2 separate regions of the Zea mays genome follow, and region 2 is linked to region 1. Evidence: chromatin contacts called from public Hi-C data. All regions are on one chromosome and are shown on one strand. The core of a region is the stretch at or near the end of the contact, and the rest is flanking DNA. Distances in the headings are between cores, read along the strand shown. Region 1 holds the start of LOC103644091 (Erythronate-4-phosphate dehydrogenase family protein). Region 2 holds the start of LOC542313 (phosphohexose isomerase 1).

What was found. Hi-C and Micro-C count contacts between places; a contact is called where the count stands out from the background.
Region 2: a Hi-C map of endosperm shows a contact between it and region 1, with 3 times the contacts expected there. The contact joins the promoter of LOC542313 here to the promoter of LOC103644091 in region 1. A contact is called at or near these places in 6 of 25 Hi-C or Micro-C datasets (bundle sheath, ear, endosperm and 2 more) and 2 of 3 datasets of contacts at active chromatin or transcription factors (leaf and seedling).

What each region holds. Positions count from the first base shown.
Region 1 is chr1:289,715,720-289,718,977 of Zm-B73-REFERENCE-NAM-5.0, reverse strand. It overlaps LOC103644091 (Erythronate-4-phosphate dehydrogenase family protein), which reads right to left and starts at 1,464. Exons shown (of 3, transcript XM_020546981.2): 1 at 869-1,464; 2 at 1-362. The coding sequence starts at 247.
Region 2 is chr1:289,854,411-289,857,668 of Zm-B73-REFERENCE-NAM-5.0, reverse strand. LOC542313 (phosphohexose isomerase 1) reads right to left here and starts at 1,507. Exons shown (of 24, transcript NM_001111898.2): 1 at 1,192-1,507; 2 at 904-970; 3 at 732-808; 4 at 558-639; 5 at 417-464; 6 at 2-157. The coding sequence starts at 954.

The sequences.
Region 1 (3,258 bases), core at 215-2,714:
CCCTCCTCAGTGAGGAGGATATGAACTCAGTATGCAAGCTGCTCCGCTGGCCATTCACCTCGATAACTGTATCAGGTGACAGAGGGATGTGGTTCAGCGTGAGATGGTCCGGTGTAGACTCATCCACCACACAGTTGCTTACCCTAACATAGAACACCTTCAAGTCAAGCCACGGAGAAGACCTTGGCGTATAAAGCGGGTGCATGATAATCTTCCTCGCAGCCTCAAAAGCCACCCCATCGCCCATCTTGCAATAATATCAAAATGATACAATTCCTTATCGCACCGGTACAGGCGTCAAGATGTGGATTACACAACAAGCAGCTCTTTCTGCAGCCTCAAAAATAGTTCAATTCCACTAACTGCAAAAAAAAAAAGCTGTAACCTGTAAAGTCGCTCCAGAGGTATGAACAAAGGAATATTTCGTTAGATTAAGGCGACGCAAACATAAAACATGCTAGCTTGTCCACAAATTTACTCACAAGCTATCCGATATGCACCCACACGTAACATATAGAACTCTAATCCCAAAACTAGAAGTAAACAGAACAGAAAAAAAGGCAAATGATCAGAAGACTAATGGCTACCGCGCGAACAGGACTTCGCCCCCCACCCACCCAAAAAAAGGTAATTCTACGAATCGAATCCCAAAAGGGGCCGAAGTTGACGTGAAGGTGAAGCTCTAAAGGAAATCAGAACACAGGCCGGATTTAGCGGTCGCCAAATCAACAGATTGAACGGATTGGAGCGCCATTCCAGAAATTAGAGGGCGGTATGGATTCGCCTGCTCCAATCAACGAAAACGAAGACAAGGATCGAGCTCATCTTACAACGATCGATCCAATCCAAGCACGACGGGGTCCCTTACCACAGCGGATGAACAATCGGAAGCCCGGACGGATCGGCGCACCCCGGTCCAGCAGCAGAGAGAGCGCCAGAGACGACAAGCGGAAGGAGGCTCGAGGATGCGTGCGGCGGCGCGGTCAGGAGCGCGGGCTCTGGCCGGCATGCGCGAAGGCAGAGGGAGGCGCAAGCGCAAGCGGACGGGGGGGGGGGGGGGGGGGGGGGGAGGTCGGATGGCGAGTCCGGGGCACGCTGGAAGTTCGGGATGGTAATGGATGATGGGGAGAAATTAGCTTATGAGAAAATCTATGATGATTTTACTTGTAAGGTTTACTTTAACGAGATAGATTTGATTAAAAATAACTTTTGTTTCTGCCACTGCAAATCGCCGGTCCCGGTCAGCCATCCATGCCCATAGATCCAATCCAATGGACCGAATTTTCGCCGACATCCATTGCCAACACACGTGGACTGGGGTGTGACACGCCGGCACCTGCCAGTTCACGTCTCAATTCGTTCGTCGGCTCAATCCTCCAAAATATCTCTCTCGCCATCAGTCCCATAATTTGATTAATTGAGGCAGGAAATTTTTCGTCTTTTTCCAAAACTTCAATAAACCTTGGGAGAGTGGTGAGATGCCGAAATGCGTGTTCTTGACGAATGTTCGAGATATGACCCGTTCGCAGACACGACTACACGAGGAGCTTGGATGTGCGGAAAAAACGATAAAAACTCTACTCGATGAAAGGATAGTTAGCTTCTAAAATTAATTAAAGATAATCAAACAATCTAGATAATTATTTATCTATTAGATATTTTTAACAAATTAATTATTAGTTAGTCAAATATTTATTAACTAGCTAATTTCACTAGTAAATTTTCAGACAACTACATATTATGAAAGAGTCTCTAATCGAGTTAGTTAGTTAGTTAGTTGTGGTTAAAAAAACTTTTTCGTCGGTCCCACGATACAACACGGGTCTAAGGTTTAGTCTCGGTCATAGTCGTTTCTAACATGGGCTACGGTGCTGTGTATGAGCGGGACAGAAGTTCAAAGATTTAGGCTACGATGCTGTGTATGAGCGGGACAGAAGTTCAAAGATTTTCTAGCCTACCTAACAGGGAGCTATCTTATTCCCTAGAGGTCGAGTTCTTTTAGCCAACTACATATTAGTGTACCGCTCCAACTTCCAAACATATATATATAATCCAACTTGCATGCAGCGGCCATGGCTGTGTAGATTCCTGTGTCCTGCAACGTCAGAACAGCAGCAGCGGCTGCTGCCGTAGAAGATTCACAGCGAACAAGTTCGAGCAATTAAGGTATGTTTATTTACCCTACAAATTATTAAGTGAATTATGTAATTTAGATATCTAAATTATAATAATTTATGAACATTGATTATATAATATATAAGTTGGATTATATAATTCTGGAATAAAATAAATAAAGACTAACTAATTCTCTATATATATATATATATATATTATCAAATTTACGTCTTCAAATATGTTTTTTATAATTTACTAAAAATAAAAATTATACGATATAATTAGCCTAATAATATTTATCTAGTATCTTAATGTTAACATGTTCATATGTAATTGATCAAAGTTAAGATTATTTCTCTTCCCAAAATGTAATATAAAGACTTATCTTAGAATGCGTGAGTATCCATCACCAACAAGAAGTTATATATTTAAGTCCTAAAAATTAAAATAGAATCTAATTTAAAGTATTTAAAGTCACAAAAATATTTGCAACTCTAAAGTTGAGTCTCATGTCATATTATTTGAAAATATATCATGTTATTTAGAAAATAAAAGATTAGAAATACTATACAAAACGAGAGGATAGGGCTGAGCCTATATTTAGGACAGGAGATGCCAAATCCTATAATTATTTGATATTTTTTTGTGAAATTAGACCTCTATTTAAGCAAGGTGTTGTTTGGTTCAAGAAATGTAACGCAAATGGTAATGGTAATGGTTTACGCTCGATTACTGACGGTAACAAATTTAAATAAGCTGGTATCAAATTTTAGTGTGGTATCTGATTACGGTTGGACTAAAACAAACATGATTTAACGTTATCAGTTACCCATTACGTTACAAATATGTGAAACAAACGACACCCAAGTTGCTGGTGTTACTATATTTTAAAACACAACTTCGTTTAGAACTCTAACGGCTCAACCTCATGATTAGTTAAAGTGACTTATGGCACTTTTTTCAGATTTCTAATTTCTCAGATAAAGAGAGATTATTCATGTGTGGAAAAGGTATATATCAATGGCTACTTCGAGTCTCCGACCTTCAATTATTTGATGTGATCAAATTAACACGAGTTTCCATCTGAAAAAGAAGAGACAGATGACAAGCAAGTATTGTTCCACAGGGCAAGTTCCAGGCGGG
Region 2 (3,258 bases), core at 258-2,757, 140 kb before region 1:
CCCATGATCCACTTCTAAAAGTCTCTGAAAACTGCTTGATTTTATCTTTAACACTCCAAACCTCAGGGACCACATTCACCCCATCACTGTTTATGACTGCATCTCTTGGAGCCCTCAGAGCTACATGAAGCACTGACCTGTTCTCTGTGCTATTTATCTGACAAAACCGATAAACTAATGTTACGAATTCATTAGAGTAATTTAATTGTACAACTAGAACATTTTAGGAACTTCTGTGCAAAATCATGCATCAGAAAAAATGGCAAGATCTATGAAGTAACTATATCCAAGCTAACTAACAAATAAAATAGGAAGCACCCAATGTTCCATCTCTATCACGCTTTACATAGAAATGCATACTGAATCTACGTCTGTGATGGAGCAACTGAACAGCGGTTTCAGATCATCACACATACCTTTTCACCTTTAAACATCTTCTCAATCTTCTCCTTGAGCTTCGCAGCCTATAACAAACCAAACAGATCCCAAATTACCACAGGAAGGCGCAATCCCCACACACAAAATGACACAAAAAGAAAAGGCGACAGAGGAGTCACGTCAGCCAATTTAAGGAGCTTCTCCATGGTTTCACCAGTCGCCTGCTGTCTCGAGTAATCCAGAAAGATCCCTTCATACTCACTGCAACCAAACACCGTTCACTTCGGGTAAGCAAACAGAATCCACGCACACGCGGGAGACGAGATGAAATTCGCATAGACGTGAGTCCCTACGCCGTCATTGCCTTGCATCGGTCGGCGTCGGCCATCAGGTCGCGCAGGTGCGTCTTCTGAATCGCGCCGACGTGCGCCTGCATCCACCGAGTGAAAGCAGAAAAAAAAAGGATTGGTGAGCTAATCAGATCATAGGACTCGCCACAATGCGATCGGCGACGGGTTAACGCACCTGGAGGGCCTTCCACTGCTCCGTGCCGCAGATTAGCGCTGCCGACGCCATGGCTTCCGCTACAAGTCTGCGACAACGAAGAGACGACAAACCAAATTAACAGCCACGCGGAAACAACGGAATCGCTAATCAGCAATCAATCCCATCGGAAACACGGACCCAAGCAACCTCCCGATCGAGCTATGGTAACCAACAGGCTGAGGATCGGCGTGACGCGGTGCACACCAAACCGAGAGAGCAAAAAGATCGAGGGGGCGAGGGGGGATTGGGGGACGGGTTAACACCTACCGATAGCGATCGCCGGTCGGGGCTCGGGGGAGACGGATCTGCTTTTCGCCTCCTGGGAGTTCCTCCGGATTTTGTATTGCGGGCTAGCCGTCCCGCCGCTCGTTTGCTTGCCTTTACCCTGTGTGCTGGAAACGGTGGACGGCCGGAAGACGGTGGTGGTACACGTACGCTCCCCGCCCTTTGAATTGGATATTCAGTTGATATGGTTGACGGGGACCCGGGCGGACGTCAAGGCCCCGCAGGACCGGCCAAAGCGCAGACCGCGGCGCGGAAAGGGCGGCCGACAATCAGTAGCCACCGAGATCGGACCACCCCTCGACCTCGATTTGCTTAGGGTTCGTTTCGTTCCAAGACGTTGTTCTATGAATAAGCGGATATAAGTGATGTTTGGTTATTTTTAATAGAAAAAATTGTTCTATCAGATGCTGAATATTACAGTCACAAAAACATATGTTATGAAATGTTTGGCAACGACTAATATGCAAACAGATATTATGTGTAAACGTGTAAACAGGTCTTTTGGTCTATTAGATTTAGATCTAACGACATTATTATATTTAGTATTTAAATCCTCTTACCACCACATCGTGTAGATTTATAAAAAAGTCCGTAACAAACCACGATTACACATACGGTTAGATCTAAATCCAACAGATCAAAATATATGTTTGCATATAATGGCTGCTTGCATATTAGTCGTTGCCGTTATGTTTTCTAAGCTTTATCATTAGTAAATAATTAAGGAGCATTGGTATGTTATATTACTGCTTGATGATTGATGATTACGATGTTAAGGTTAACTTTGATAAGTGTTAATATATTAATTAGTGCATATTTTGTATGCTAATTAGGATAATATTGATCCTGATTAACATATTTTATTTGTAATTTGTGGTTGTCATGATAAGATTAGTGCTAGCATATAATTATGTCGGGGACCATAATTAGGGGTACCCTCAAGACGCCTAATTCTCAGCTGGTAACCCCCATCAGCATAAAGCTGCAAAGGCCTGATGGGTACGATTAAGTCAGGGATCAGTCCACACGAGTGACTCGATCATGCTTCACCCGAGCCTAGCCTCGGCCAAGGGCAGCCGACCTCGAGAGACTTCCGTCTCGCCCGAGGCCCCCTTTTTATGGCGGACACATCACCGGCTCGCCCGAGGCCTTGGCTTCGCTCAGAAGCAACCTTGACTAAATCGCCACACCGACTGACCAAATTGCAGGGGCATTTAACGCAAAGGTGGCCTGACACCTTTATCCTGACACGCGCCCCCGGCAGAGCCGAAGTGACCGCCGTCACTCCACCGCTCCACTAACCAGTCTGACAGAGGGACAGCGCCGCCTGCGCCACTCCGACTGCAGCACCACTCGACAGAGTGAGTCTGACCAGCAGTCAGGTCTTGACAAAGGCGCCACGGCGAACTCCGCTCCGCCCGACCCCAGGGCTCGGACTCGGGCTAAGACCCGGAAGACGGCGAACTCCGCTCCGCCCGACCCCAGGGCTCGGACTCGGGCTAAGACCCGGAAGACGGCGAACTCCGCTCCGCCCGACCCCAGGGCTCGGACTCGGGCTAAGACCCGGAAGACGGCGAACTCCGCTCCGCCCGACCCCAGGGCTCGGACTCGGGCTAAGACCCGGAAGACGGCGAACTCCGCTCCGCCCGACCCCAGGGCTCGGACTCGGGCTAAGACCCGGAAGACGACGAAACTCCGCCTCGCCCGACCCCAGGGCTCGGACTTTGCCTCGGCCGAACGACTTCCGCCTCGCCCGACCCCATGGCTCGGGCTCGGCCACGGCAACAGAAGACAGACTCGACCTCGGCTTCGGAGGAACCCCCACGTCGCCCTGCCTAGGGCACAGACCGCCACGTCAACAGGAAGCGCCATCATCATCCTACCCCGAATCGACTCGGGTCACGGAGAACAAGACCGGCGTTCCATCCGGCCAGCTCCGCCAGAGGGGCAATGATGGCGCCCCACAAGCTCTATGACGACGGCGGCCCCCAGCTCTCTTACGGAAGCAGAACGACGTCAGCAGGGACTCGACCGCTCCAACAGCTGTCC